Regions from separate parts of the Mus musculus genome. Here regions 2, 3, 4 and 5 are each linked to region 1. A link is a contact called in public promoter capture Hi-C data. All regions are on one chromosome and are shown on one strand. The core of a region is the stretch at or near the end of the contact, and the rest is flanking DNA. Distances in the headings are between cores, read along the strand shown.

Region 1 (2,538 bases), core at 16-2,515:
CCATGCTACTGCTGAGTATTTAGTAAGCATACAGCACTAGCATTAAAGGCAGGAAAGGAAAAGCTATGAGACCATAAATAGGGAAAGGTGCCCCTTATTCGAAGTTGAAACTCCTCATCGGGTTAAAAATAAATAAATAAATAATCTCAGTACAACCAACATTTGCTATGAAGACTGCCGACACAAAGGCAACATTCCTTCCTATAAAGGTATCTTAGGTTAAACTAGCAGTGGATCTTTGCCTAAGGTTCAAGCCTGTGCCCTTCGTCCTTTCCTAGACATTAGACTATTAACTTTGTTTCCAATTAAGTTATCTTAACTCTAGTAACCCCGGAATATGGGGCTTTACCGTAGCAATCCTAATCTTGTTGGGTAGTCTTCAGGAACCACCCTATGATCTCCCTTAAACTCAACAATCCTTCAGAGACATTAGTCCTTCAAAGACAATGTCCTCAAAGGTCGCCAAAATGCTGTACATAAACATTAAGGACAATGAAGCGTGACTCTCCTTATAGCTCTGAGGCATAGTGGCTCCTCTTAAAATCCGTCGTCTTGGTGTGTCCACGGATTCTCAAACCAAACCCTCGGGGCTGTTGTGGACGACAGCCTCGGGAAGGTGACAAAGCGAAGCCATCTGAACTGCCTTAGGAAGTGTGTAAAACGCCACTGGTGTCTCTCTACGATGCTAACTTCCATTAGTGAGCGCTCACGCGTCACGGTGCTCCCCCCGATGGCGCGCGCTAACCGCTGCTCCCGAACCCCCTCGCCAGCTCGGGGTTCCGCTTAAAAAAGTAACGGGCTCACGGCTGAAAACCCGACATGAAGAGGTGCCCAATGAGCACAAGACAAACCCTAGGCTGCCTGACCGCAGACCGCCCAGCACAGAGCAGGGGAAGGCACGACGCGGCTCAAAAGAAACAGGCAGAAAGCGACGGAGTTCATCTTTCCCGCTGGATCCCGCAGGACCAACCGGTCCGCCTTCGGGCTCGCTCCGCGCCAGTTCCGATCGCGCACATTTACTACGTCACGGCGTCCAGTCTCGCGGTATCCTCCTGCCGCCGAGGCCCTTTCGCAAAAGTCTCGCGAAACCTGTTCCTCGGGCCCACGGCTCCGCGCTCGCCCTCCTCCACTCCGCCCCTACCCCGGCTTCTCCCTCACTCGCTCCCCGGGTCAGGAAATTCCCCGCTCGGGTCCGGCAGGCGCGCCTCCTCCCTCCCAGTTCCGAGTTCAAACCGGAACTGGAAGTGTGGTGGGCGGGGCCCGGCGACGGAAAGCGCTGAGGAGCCGAAGCCGGGACTCGGCGGTGGCCCGGGTCGGTCCCGCGCCACGGAGCGCCGGGCGGCGGGGCTGCGGGGCTCCGGGCTGAAGGGCGCTGCGCGAGCCGGAGGGCGGGCGCGGCCCCCCGGGCGCCGCGGGGGATCATGTCGACAGCCTCCGCCGCCTCGTCCTCCTCCTCGTCTTCTGCCAGTGAGATGATCGAAGCGCCGTCGCAGGTCCTGAACTTCGAAGAGATCGACTACAAGGAGATCGAGGTGGAAGAGGTGAGCGAGGCCGAGACCTGCTGCCCCGCGCCGCCTGGGATCCCGGGCGGGAGGCGGCTTCCCCATGGGCTTCGGGGGTTGAGTCTGAATCTGTGATTCTCTACCTGATTCTTATGTGGTCGGCAGTTCAATTATCCGTAAATAGATTGAGCAAAGTTTGGTGGCCGCGGGATTTCAGCTCGCTGGTAGTGGTGTTAGAGTCCAGGATAGTGTGTGTGTGTGTGTCTGTCTGTCTGTCTGTATGTCTGTCTTGTCTGTCTGTGTGACTTCTAGCGCAGTGTGTGACACGAAAGGATGCTTGGGACAGGCTGGTAAAGAGAACGTCGAACGTCTCACGGTGCTTCCCCTGGTCCCGGATTCTTCTTTCTCTGATACCGTAGGTAGTTCTACCTTCTATTGGGCTCTGTAGATGAATTTCAATCTCTAGTAACGTTAAGTCTGTTATGAAAACATGTTTCAAGTAGCATAGTCTGAAGAGGCAAGTAGTGATTATGGTGACAGTCAGAATATTACGCTACACCAGAAATCGCTGTTAGAAAAACCGAATAAATTCAATGTTCAGGTGGAAGAGTGTCTTCACTTCATCGCCTATTTTCAGATTCACAGTGGGGCCAGTGACTTCTAAGAGTCTTAATATTTACTGAAGAGGAAAAAATCTGTACATATATTCAAAATGCCGTTTAGAACTCGTTGAAGCTTTGGTTAGAAACGCGTTCACGCAGTTTCTATGAGTTTAACCGTTTTTTAAGAGCACTGTGCATTTTCTGTGCCTTAATGTGTGGGTTTTTTATAGCTAGACTGAGTTGTCTTTTCTTCATTTTTAAAGTATTATAGTAAGGAGTTAAAAGATGCAAGCAAATTAACAATCAATAAATACATCTTTACCTTAGAGGACTACTAAGTCATATCTTTGTATCACAAAAACTAACCAGAGATGAGTGTGTTCATTGAGAGCATGATTATCTTAGAAAAAGTGTGCTGGATAGGGGAAGGTTTG
Region 2 (2,538 bases), core at 27-2,526, 1.3 Mb after region 1:
GGCCCGGGACACCTTCGCGTCGGGCATCAGACGGAGACTCCTGCCAACTTCCCAACAGCAGTCCGACTCAGCGGATCTGGCTGTGCGTGGGTCCCGCCCGCCCGGTGCCCCACTGGGCACCGCGCCTGCGCCTGCGCCTCCGCCCCCACCCAGCACCGCCTTCATGAGCGCCCCAGAGCGCTGCACGTAGCGGGCTGACGTCAGCCCTCCGCAGGTCCCTGAGCCCCGAACGCCGAAACCCCCTGGAGCGCCGCCAAGCTTCTAAATGCAGGCTGTTGCTGGGCCGTAGCCGCCGCTCCCATTGGCTGGCTCCGGAGCCAATGGGCGGCGCCAGCGCAGCCGCCCAGCCCCCCTCCCGCTTCCGCCCCACCACTCGAGCGAGCGTCACGGAAACTTCCCTCCCGAGTAAACAGCCGCCCCGCCCCCACCGGCCCTACCTCCTTCGCGAGTGGGGGCTGTCTGTGGAGCAGGGCAGTGGCCGCCAGACCTCGCTCCTCCTGCGCGACGATTGGCCCCGGCGCCGGGCTGCGACCACCCTCCAGGCTCGGCCGGTGCTGCTGGAACTGGTGGAAGCGGCTGGGCAGCTGCCCGGCCGGGCTGGCCCGCACCTTTTTCTTCCGCCGCTTCTTGGGCGCCGCCCGCGGGGCAGCCGCCGGGGCCAAGGTGCAGCCGGACGGCGCGGTGGTGCGAGGCGCGGGCGCCAGGCACGGCCCGTCCCCCCCGAGGAAGTGCGGCAGGAAGAGGGTGGGTGGCAGCGCGCGCGGGTCCGGAAGGCGCGGCAAGGGCGGCGGGGCCGGGTTCACCATCGGGAGGGCCCCGAGGAACCCGAGCGGCGCTAAGCGGCCGCTCAGAGCGAGATCTCGCTGTGGGACGGAGACGACGGTCATGGCGCGGGGACTCGGCAGAAAGGCGGGGAGCAGGAGTCACGGGGCGGCGGCGGAGGCTGCTGCTGGAAGGTTCGGAGCAAGGACCATGACTCGGGCGAGGCGGCGCAGCAACAAATAGCGCTGGCCACCGCGGCCAGTGTTGTTACCCGAGGCCCCGCCCCGTGCCCGCCCACCTCCCTGCGGCGGCCCAATCCGCGTGCGCCTGCCAGGCCACTCCCTCGGTCCCGCCTCCGCGCCCCGAGGCAAGACACAAACAAGCAGCCTGCTGCAGCCCTTCACAAAGAGCGCACGTTGCGCAGGCGCGCCCAACGGGCTCTTACCGAGAGTGTCCCGTGAACAATGAAGTTCGACTTCTGCCTCACCTCCCTGGCAGCGATCCTTTGGGGTAGCCTGGGGGTGGGGCAGGGGAGGAGGAGGAGAGAGGCGGTGGAGGAACTAGGAAGCTTCTGACCTCCAGAAAGGACTGCTTTGTAGGTTTTCGATTTCAGCCCTACATAAAAATTTTAAGAGATTTCGGAGAACACTAAGGATTTATTTCACTAAGGATTTACAGCACTGGTGAAGATCTGCCTCCATTTAACCTACAGTGAAATTTGGCTATGTGGTTTCTCATTCGGTTTTCCGACGCTGCCAATTAACCCTGGTGGTGAAAATAAAAAAGGGTTTACTGAAGGATTCTTCAGCTCATCAGAAGTACTCTATAATGCCGAAAATGGGCCTTTAATTTTTTACTGCCTTTATAGCTAAAGATCTCTGGGAGTCTCTTGAGATCTCACATTGCCCCTGAAACTTGATGCTGCTGCCAACCAATTGGCCTTTGTCCCACCCAGAGAAAACAGCTCTGCTACAGTTGCTAGCTAACTGGGTTAACAGAATTCTCTACTCACAGTTTAATACAGAAAAGAACTGTAGACACCAGTTACCAAATAGGACCTCAGAACCAATTTCTGTAATTCATCTTGTTTGAAACATACTTCTTTAATGATTGGGGCTTTATTTATTTAGTTTCCTCTTTTTTCTTTCTTCGAGATGGCGTTACTCTTTGTGTAGCCCAGGCTGTACTCTGTACTCGATCTGTAGACCAGGCTGGCCTCGAACACAGAGATACACCAGTCTCTGCCTCCCTAGTGCTGGGATTAAAGGCCCATGTCACCATTGTCCAATAATTTTTTTTTAATCATTTTACAGTAAGGCATACAAGAGACTAAAGAATTAGACACAAATCATTAAAAAATTAACAGAAGAATCTGAACTCTGGTCTAGGTATGGCAAGGTCAAGACCTGTAACACTAGCTCCTGGAGAGGCAGAAGTAGAGGATGGGAAATTTCTAGTGTAGGGAATTTAATGAGACTCTGCCTCATAATAAAAAGAGCAGGGCATCTAGATGGATCAGTGAGTAATTAAAATGCTTGCTATATAAGCCTAGCAGCCTGAGTCCCATCCCTGTAAGCCACCTAAAAATGAAAGACAGCCAAAACCACAAAGTGGCCCTCTGACTTCCAAACACATTCTGCCGCAAACCTGCTTCCACTACACACACACACACACACACACACACACATAGACACACACACACTGTGAGGAGAACAGAAGATGGGAATGAGCTAGGAGGTTAGAGGCAGGGAATAGTTCCATTGTCTTTGGCCAGCA
Region 3 (2,538 bases), core at 24-2,523, 1.2 Mb after region 1:
ACACGGAGGGCTTTTAGTCTGGACCCTCAAGAGTACCAGAAAAAAACATCGAAAAAGCAATAACACATAGCTATATTAGTTACTGAACATGGTTGCTTAAGACACCGGCCAAGCTTAATGCAGTATTCCTTTTGTCAAACTATTATTTTTATTGTATGTGTAAGTGTTTTGCCTACTTGTGTGCCTTGCATCCCACTGAGGCCAGAAGAGGGTGTTGGACACCCTGGAACTGTAAGCCACCACGTGGACACTGGGAGAGGAACCCGGCCGGGTCCACTGCAAGAGCAGCAAGCGCTCTTGACTGCTGAACCTTCTCTCCAGCCCCCACCTCGAAGCTACCCCGGTGTAATATCATTTAGTCATCTGCACTTGAAAATGTTCCTGCCTCAGGCTCTCCTACAGGAAGCTGTTGTACTAAAAGAAGTACTTAGCTGCTTCAAAACAGATCTAGAAATTGTAAGAGTAGATCTATGCGCTATCAGTAATGACAGGTCTCAGTTGGCTGGCCTCCAGCTCCTCTATAGTAGATAACTTTTGACCTCCCTGCCATCACTCCTCACCGTCCTCCCCCCCCCCCCCCCCATGCCCTGGGATGACAGGTTCTGCCATAGTCTCTGCTCAGGTACTGGAACAGCGTGCATCCTGCAGGCTAGACAATCACTCTTCCATTGAGTTACATCCCTAGTCTTTTCAAGATAAGTTTCATTAAACCACCAAATGCGTGGCATTATTACACCAGCTCCACTAACCAATACACAGTACTCTCAATTTTCCTAGCATTAAACCCAGCCTGATGTGGAGCCCACTACAAAAGGAATTCTAGGCCTGAGTAAACAAGCAAACAAAAGACCCCAGCCTGCTCTCCCGTCTGGGTTTCTTTGATGCTTACCCTGTTTATTGCCTCGAGGCCTTTTTGCTTAAGCTGCAGTACTGCAGCAGTTCCCCCCACCCCCACCCCCACGCCCGTGTTCAGTCTTTCTTCCCTGAGGGTCGAGTTGATCTCTTTAGGGAAAGGCTGTGGCTAAGCTTGCATGCCCACAAGTGGCTCCCTGACCCTGCACATGGCTCTTTCGAAGCCCTGTCATGAGATCTTTTTCTGGGGCTGTTTGGGAGAGGCAGGTCTCCCTTGGAGCACCTAGCTGGCCTGCAGCGATGGGGGATCGGATCTATTCCCTAGAGGCCCGGGCAGTGGCAAGGTCTGTGCTCGCGCGGCCGCGCAGGCCCCGCGCCCCCCGCCCGCGTCTGCGGCTGCGCGGCCGGCCCGGGAGGGGGCGCGGCGGGCTGCTGGGAGCGGGGCCGCGAGAGGCATGTCTCGCTACACCAGGCCCCCCAACACCTCCCTGTTCGTCAGGAACGTCGCAGACGCCACCAGGTGAGTGGAGACCGGACCCCGCGGGGGCACGGGCCGGGGCGCCGGGTTGTCGGGGTACGGGGTGGGCAGTGGGGGGCTGTCTGGATGACGATGCCGCCCGGGTACCCCGGGTGCCGAGCTGCAAGCTGTTGGGGTGCCATTTGGGCGTCAGGGTACCGGTCTTGTGTTGGGGCACTGGCCGGGTGTTGGGAATGCTGGCCAGGTGTCGTAGGGGTGCCACTGCGGGCTGTCGGAGTATCTGGGTTTTGGGGTGTGGGCGAGGTGTTGGGGTGCGGTCGTGATGTCAGGTGTTGGCCCGGCGTCAAGGTGCGGGCTGGGTGGCTCCGGCTGTGGTGGCAGTGCTGGCCCTGGCTCTGGTGGCACTGCGCTCTGCAGGCGCCGCCCACTAACCTTCCGGAGGAACTGGGGCTGTCTCCTCCCCAGGATGCACACCTTAGGCCTTGCAATTTCCTCTGCACTGTTCAGACAGTGATTATGGCCCACATTTAATATACAAAAGACTAGTCAGTTCGATTTCTATGGTTTTCTTTGAGTCCTGGGAACAGTCTTAGGCTTCATTATGGTGCAGGAAGTCTTTATTTCCTCCATCCCTCTTTGAAAATTCTGTCCAGATGGTTGCCAGGCATAGAGCTGAAGAAATGCCCTTTTTTCAGACTAGCGCACCTTTTCCTTTAATAGGAGCCGGAGAGAGAATGGGAGGCGTGACACTAATAGACACCTTCATCTTTCATTGGAATTACTTAATCCCCCGTTCTAGTTCTGCCATCTTGGCCACCTATGGAAAAGTTGAAGTTCAAGGGTTTTAAGGAGTTACCTGGACCTAAACAGGCACAAATGTACGCAGCTCTTCAGTTGTTAGTTATCTGAAGTAATCATAATGTATGTTTTGTTTTGTTTTTGTTTTTGTTTTTGTTTTGTTTTGTTTTGTGAGAGAGAGAGAGAGAGAGAGAGAGTAGTATCTAGTCTAGGCTGACCTTGTACTTCTGATCCTGTTACCTTGGCCTCCCTCCCAAGTCCTGGCATTGCAGGTGACCCCCACCACCAAGCTGGGGATTTACTTTTAGGAGAATTAAGAACTTTAAATTTAATCACTGTAAATATTTATGTCACTACTGTAGACTGTGAGTTAATAGAATTTTAAAAGATTCCTGGGTTTTATGGTTCTT
Region 4 (2,538 bases), core at 29-2,528, 1.2 Mb after region 1:
TACATTACTGCCACTGGCGGGTGAGCCGAGCTGAGTTGTGACATATAACCTTGCTCACAGAATTAAATACACTATCCTAAAGAGTAAACACAAGATCGGACCTGCCCAAGACAGACATGCACGACATTTTCCTGCTTAAAGAACCGAGACGCCTGTTTAATATGAAATAAAATGTACACTTAAATATGAACCTATCTACGTAGTAAATGTTTTGTTAGCTTCTCCGTTAGTTCTGCTCTTTAGTGGTTTGGCAGCCTGGTAGTTCTAAACACTGAAATTTACTATACAAATACCAATTATTCAAATCAAAATCTTTTGTTTGTTAAGTCTCCATTTATTTCCTCCAGATAGCACACGACCCAATGAGCAAACTGCAGCTGTCTGCCACCAAAAATAACCGGTCTGGTACTCCGACTGGTCTGGCACTCCGGGCTGGATCCGGCACGCCCCGCGCTGGCCCGGAGTGGCTCACCTTGACCGGCGGCGGCGCAGCGATGCTCTCCAGCGCAGCCCGCAGGCCGAGCGCCGCAGCCACCCCGACCTCGGCGATGAGGTTGTGGCCGCAGGCGTGGCCCAGGGCTGGCAGCGCGTCGTACTCGCACAGGAAGGCCACCTGCAGCGCGCGGGGCCCCGCCGCGGACTCCGGCGGCGCCCACTCGGCACGGAAGGCGGTGGGGAGCCCGAAGTGCGGCTGCACCGCCCACGAGGCGGCCGGCGGCTCGCACTCGAAGAAGCGCGTGAGCTCGCCGTGCGCGCGGTGCTCTTCGTAGGCCAGCTCGGGCGCGCTCCAGATGGCGCGGCTCAGCGCGCCCAGGCGCTCGGCCGCCTCGTCGATGCGCTCGGCCGCTCGCCGTTTCAGCAGCTCCAGCTCGGCGGCGCTGCTCGTGCCGGGCTCGGCCGGCCGCTCCACCACCGGACCCATGGCGCGGGCGTGCTGCGGTCTCTCCTCGTCCGCCCTCTGCGAGGCTCGGCGGCGCTCGGCTGTCTTATCTGACTTCGGCAACGCTCGGCGCCGCTCGGCAGTCCTTGCCAGTCCTATGCAACGCTCGGCGGCACCTTGGCAGCGCTTGGCCGCCCTTGGCAACGCTTAGCTGTCCTTGGCAGCCCTCCGCAAGGCTAGGCGCCTCGGCAGCCCTTGGCAGTCCGCACCGCTCGGCTGTCCTAATCAGTCCTCGGCCGCCCTCGGCGGCTTCGGCGACCAGCGCCCCGCGCTCGCCCACCGTACAGCACCACCCTAACTCTAACTTAACCCCCCACCCCCCAGGTCAGGAGTTGCCCTGTAGCTCCGCCCTCAAGGCTCGGCCTGGAGCTGGGGCGCCAACTCCTAAGAAGAGGAATTGTATAGGACAAGTTTTATCCAAAATTTTGATTGACAAGCCCAAGTAACATGATTTGCACAGCTTGTGTTCATAACGGGTCTAAAGTTACCCGATGAGGAAATTCAAGAAGTCATACTCTCCTTTTCCTCCAGAGTGATACAAGTTCAAAATTGTTATTGATGATACACACCTAATAATTAGTAGTCTGAGGTTTTCTTGTATTAAAAGCTTCTGCGTGTTCTTCCTATTCTACCCTCTCTTAAATTGCCACAACTAGGTCAAATAAGATACCATATATATATATATATATATATATATATATATATATATATATATATATATGATTTTTTTAAGGAGTGCACGCCTTTAATCCCAAGCATTTGGGAGGCAGAGGCAGGTGGATCTCTGAGTTCGAGGCCAGCTTGGTCTACAAAGTGAGTTCCAGGACAGCCAGGGCTATACAGAGTAAACTCGAGGGAAGTGGAAGGAATGAAGAGAAGAAAAAGGCAGACTGTAATCAATTTTTACTAGTTTATACCCTAAAACGCCAGAGTCCAGGTCACACTCTAACGTGAAAAAAACTGTCCTTAGTTAACACCCTAACCGAATGAAACTTTTCCCTAAACACAATAAATGTGATATAAATTCATGAATGGACTCACTTTCCTTTTTTAAAACTTTTTTTAACATTTTTTTGTGTTATTTTGTTTGTTTTGTCTGAATGTATGCGTGCACACCGAGTCTGGTGCCTGAGGAGGTCAGAAGAGGGCGTCAGATCGCCTGAAACGAGTTACACATGATTGCGAGCCACCCTCTGGGTGAATGGGAACTGAACCCTGGTCCTCCAGCCCCACCGTCATTTTCTTAACTTTACTCTTGTAACTCCTTTACAGGAGTCCTCCAGCATCTATGAGACTCCAGATTATTTTGCTCAGTGAACTGGCTAAAAGCCAGAATAATGTCAAAATAATAAGATCACTCACTCTGCACCAAGTGCTTTTCTGGATGTTTTAAATGTTAATACCTATTTCTCATCCCAACCTATGAGGTTTTTAGTGTGACTATTATCTTCAAATTACAGATGGGCATCCAAGATTATACAACTCACTAAGTACTGGGCACAGATTTCCACAAAAGACAACATCTAACCACTACACTTGATTGCTTGTGACATCTGAATTCACAAATCATCTATTTATATCACAATGGACACAATCAT
Region 5 (2,538 bases), core at 23-2,522, 1.0 Mb after region 1:
CTTTGCCCACGGGTTTCTGGGTGTGTTGGACCAATGGCAGTCATTCCCAGGAGACCACACAGAGATAGGAAGAAGGAAAGCAGCCAGGGCCCTCTTCTGTTATCTGCTTGGCCAGAGGGTGGGGAGGGTGGGGGCGGGGATGTGGGGTGGTGTGGGGGTGCTGCTACCTGGCTGCTCTACAGAACTGGCTCCCTTCACTTCCTCCCACTAAATTTGGAGGTGGTGTGAGCTTCCCACCTGATAATCTTTGACTGTACTCCCTAAATTCTGCTGCTTATATATCTGCAAAACTGTTTCTTCGCTCAAAAGCCTTTTTCAGTTCACATCTTTGTATGTGGCATAGGAACGACCTTGACCATGCAGACAAGAGTTCTACTGCCTCTCCTTGGAGAAGCTTTCCTGTTGAAAGCAGCCACCCAGTTAGAAGAAATCCAGGACATGCGTCACGGATTAGTAACCCTATTCCTACCCAGATTTTTCCGAGGACCCCTAGGAAGCCCTGTCCCGGGCCGCAAGTGTCCAGGCTGAGCTGCCTTTCTCCCCACCTGCTGAGCTGCTGGCACCTGCAGGATCCGGATCACCTTGCTGGCCCGCTGTTTAACTGAAGGAAGTTTATGCACGTGACTTTCTCCTCTCTCTCTCTCTCTCTCTCTCTCTCTCTCTCTCTCTCTCTCTCTCTCTCTCCCTCTCTCTCTCTCCCTCTCTCTCTCCCTCTCCCCCTCCCTCCCTCCCTCCTCTTCTCTCCCTCACCCCCCACCCCAGAAAAGGGTGCTCACACTGTGCTGAGCAGCTGGCGAAGGAGGAGAGCACCTCCTCATCCCACATCGCTTCTATTCCAATCTGAGAGCTGCCCCTCACCTCCCACAAAAGCCCTAAAACACGTGGGACTACACCAATGAGACAATAGCAGTTGGGGCATAAGAAGCCCCGAGGGCGTTATACACTTTAGGTTTTCCCGAAGGTTGCAAAGGAATCATTTAGTATAGCATGTTTATATATAAATCACGAGACATGTGACTTCTCCGGAAACATGTCTACGTAGACCACAGTTTGGAGTATTCTTGCTGGGAAATCCTTTGAACTAAAAGGCACTTTAGGAGGCAGCTGCTATGGAAACTACCCCACCACTGTGCACTTCTCCCAGCTCCCGCAGGCTGGAGTGGCGGTGGGGGTGGGGCCTGAGTACCGCACAGTTGAGGGGCAGCCTAGTGGGGGTGGGGTAGACTGGGGTGGGGTGGAGGTGGGTGGGGTGGAGGTGGGTAGGGTGTGGGTAGAAAGCCTGAAGACCGCAGCACAAGCCAGGGGCACTGCAGAAAGCAGGCGGCAGGGTCCGGGTGGTCCCCGGGCCACGCTTGCAGAGAAAGCGAGCAGAAGTCCCCGAGGGCGGTGGCCAGTGCGCTCTGGACACCCGAATTCTCTCTAGGGGGAGAACGTGTGTGGCCGAGCAAGCGGTGGCTGCGGCCGGCGAGCGCGCGCCCGGTGGTGCTGCGTGTGTGTGTGTGTGTGTGTGTGTGTGTGTGTGTGTGTGTGTGTGTGTGACAAGCGTCAGGTGACTCGGGTCACGCAGTCACTCCCTCGCGCTCCCGGGGAGAACTGCCGCGCTCCGGCTGGCTTCTCGGGCAGCAGCGGCAGGGAGGGGGCTGGGCTCCACTGCCACCCCCTTGCTCACCAGGCGCGGCCCCAGGGCGCTGCGGGCCACTCGGCCCACGCGGGACCTTGGAGGCAAGCGTGGGCGTGATGAGCCAAGTGCTGGGCAAGCCGCAGCCGCAGGGTGAGGACGGCGGCGAGGACGAGGAGGAGGATGAGCTGGTGGGGCTGGCGGGCTACGAGGATGGGCCCGAGTCCTCGGACGCCGAGCTGGACAGCGGGCCGGAGGAGGGAGGTGAGCCAACCGGCCGAGCGCTCGCGGTCCCCGCCCTGGGAGCGATGTGTGTGTGTGTGTTGGGGGTGGGGGGGATGCGGGACGCGCGGGTCCGGGGCGCTGCGGTGGGGGAGGGGAGCGGCCGGGCTGCAGACGGCGGCGGGGAGCAGGGTCGGATGTCGAGCTAAAAGAAGCAGCTGGCGGCAGCGTGCCGGCTGGGTCGCCCACAGCTGCGCGTGTCATTCTTCCCCGCCGTGGCCGCGGGAGGGTCTGCGGCGTGGGACCGGGGCGCTGGGGCGGGGCCCGCGCTGCAGGTGGTATCCGCGTCTCCCGGGAGACCGCGGGGTTCTAGGTCCCCAGACACCCTGAATGCATCTCGTGTCGCACCCGGGGGTGGGCGCCTGGCGAGCAATCCTTGGCCGCTGAAGCCAACTGTTTGTTGTTGCCGAAGGAGCTGAAGTTAGCCTTTCGGATTGGGGGCTGCTTGCATTTCATTCCCGGGACACAACAAAGAAGTTGAGTTTAGGATTCCAGAATGTTTTTCTTTAATTTAAAAAAATTTTTTTTCCCCACAAAAGCGGAAGGTCACTTTAAAAGGTCAGTTGAACGGGGCTGTTAACGTTCTCCGAGTTGTAAATATCCCAGAGAAAGGATTAATCTCTTTAGTGTCTCACACT

The links. Promoter capture Hi-C pulls out the DNA fragments that hold promoters and counts their contacts.
Region 2: a promoter capture Hi-C map of pre-B cells shows a contact between it and region 1, with 11 times the contacts expected there. The contact joins the promoter of Pnrc1 here to the promoter of Map3k7 in region 1. A contact is called at or near these places in 5 of 39 promoter capture datasets (the C10 cell line, embryonic stem cells, liver and 1 more), 2 of 484 Hi-C or Micro-C datasets (B cells and CD4 T cells), 4 of 115 datasets of contacts at active chromatin or transcription factors (bone marrow-derived dendritic cells, double positive thymocytes, large pre-B cells and 1 more) and 2 of 9 other capture datasets (adipose tissue and liver).
Region 3: a promoter capture Hi-C map of pre-B cells shows a contact between it and region 1. The contact joins the promoter of Srsf12 here to the promoter of Map3k7 in region 1. A contact is called at or near these places in 2 of 39 promoter capture datasets (cranial neural crest and pre-B cells), 1 of 484 Hi-C or Micro-C datasets (pre-B cells) and 2 of 115 datasets of contacts at active chromatin or transcription factors (large pre-B cells and pro-B cells).
Region 4: a contact with region 1 is called in a promoter capture Hi-C map of pre-B cells. The contact joins the promoter of Pm20d2 here to the promoter of Map3k7 in region 1. A contact is called at or near these places in 4 of 39 promoter capture datasets (the C10 cell line, liver and pre-B cells) and 3 of 115 datasets of contacts at active chromatin or transcription factors (astrocytes, embryonic stem cells and large pre-B cells).
Region 5: a promoter capture Hi-C map of pre-B cells shows a contact between it and region 1. The contact joins the promoter of Rragd here to the promoter of Map3k7 in region 1. A contact is called at or near these places in 4 of 39 promoter capture datasets (the C10 cell line, cranial neural crest, pre-B cells and 1 more), 1 of 484 Hi-C or Micro-C datasets (regulatory T cells) and 4 of 115 datasets of contacts at active chromatin or transcription factors (astrocytes, embryonic stem cells, large pre-B cells and 1 more).

What each region holds. Positions count from the first base shown.
Region 1 is chr4:31,962,842-31,965,379 of GRCm38.p6, forward strand. Map3k7 (mitogen-activated protein kinase kinase kinase 7) reads left to right here and starts at 1,266. Exons shown (of 16, transcript NM_172688.3): 1 at 1,266-1,541. The coding sequence starts at 1,422.
Region 2 is chr4:33,247,511-33,250,048 of GRCm38.p6, forward strand. It overlaps Pnrc1 (proline-rich nuclear receptor coactivator 1), which reads right to left and starts at 1,277. Exons shown (of 2, transcript NM_001033225.2): 1 at 438-1,277. The coding sequence starts at 887.
Region 3 is chr4:33,207,999-33,210,536 of GRCm38.p6, forward strand. Srsf12 (serine and arginine-rich splicing factor 12) reads left to right here and starts at 1,274. Exons shown (of 5, transcript NM_001372518.1): 1 at 1,274-1,372. The coding sequence starts at 1,308.
Region 4 is chr4:33,188,459-33,190,996 of GRCm38.p6, forward strand. Pm20d2 (peptidase M20 domain containing 2) reads right to left here and starts at 1,279. Exons shown (of 7, transcript NM_001034867.2): 1 at 473-1,279. The coding sequence starts at 922.
Region 5 is chr4:32,981,726-32,984,263 of GRCm38.p6, forward strand. It overlaps Rragd (Ras-related GTP binding D), which reads left to right and starts at 1,273. Exons shown (of 7, transcript NM_027491.2): 1 at 1,273-1,882. The coding sequence starts at 1,738.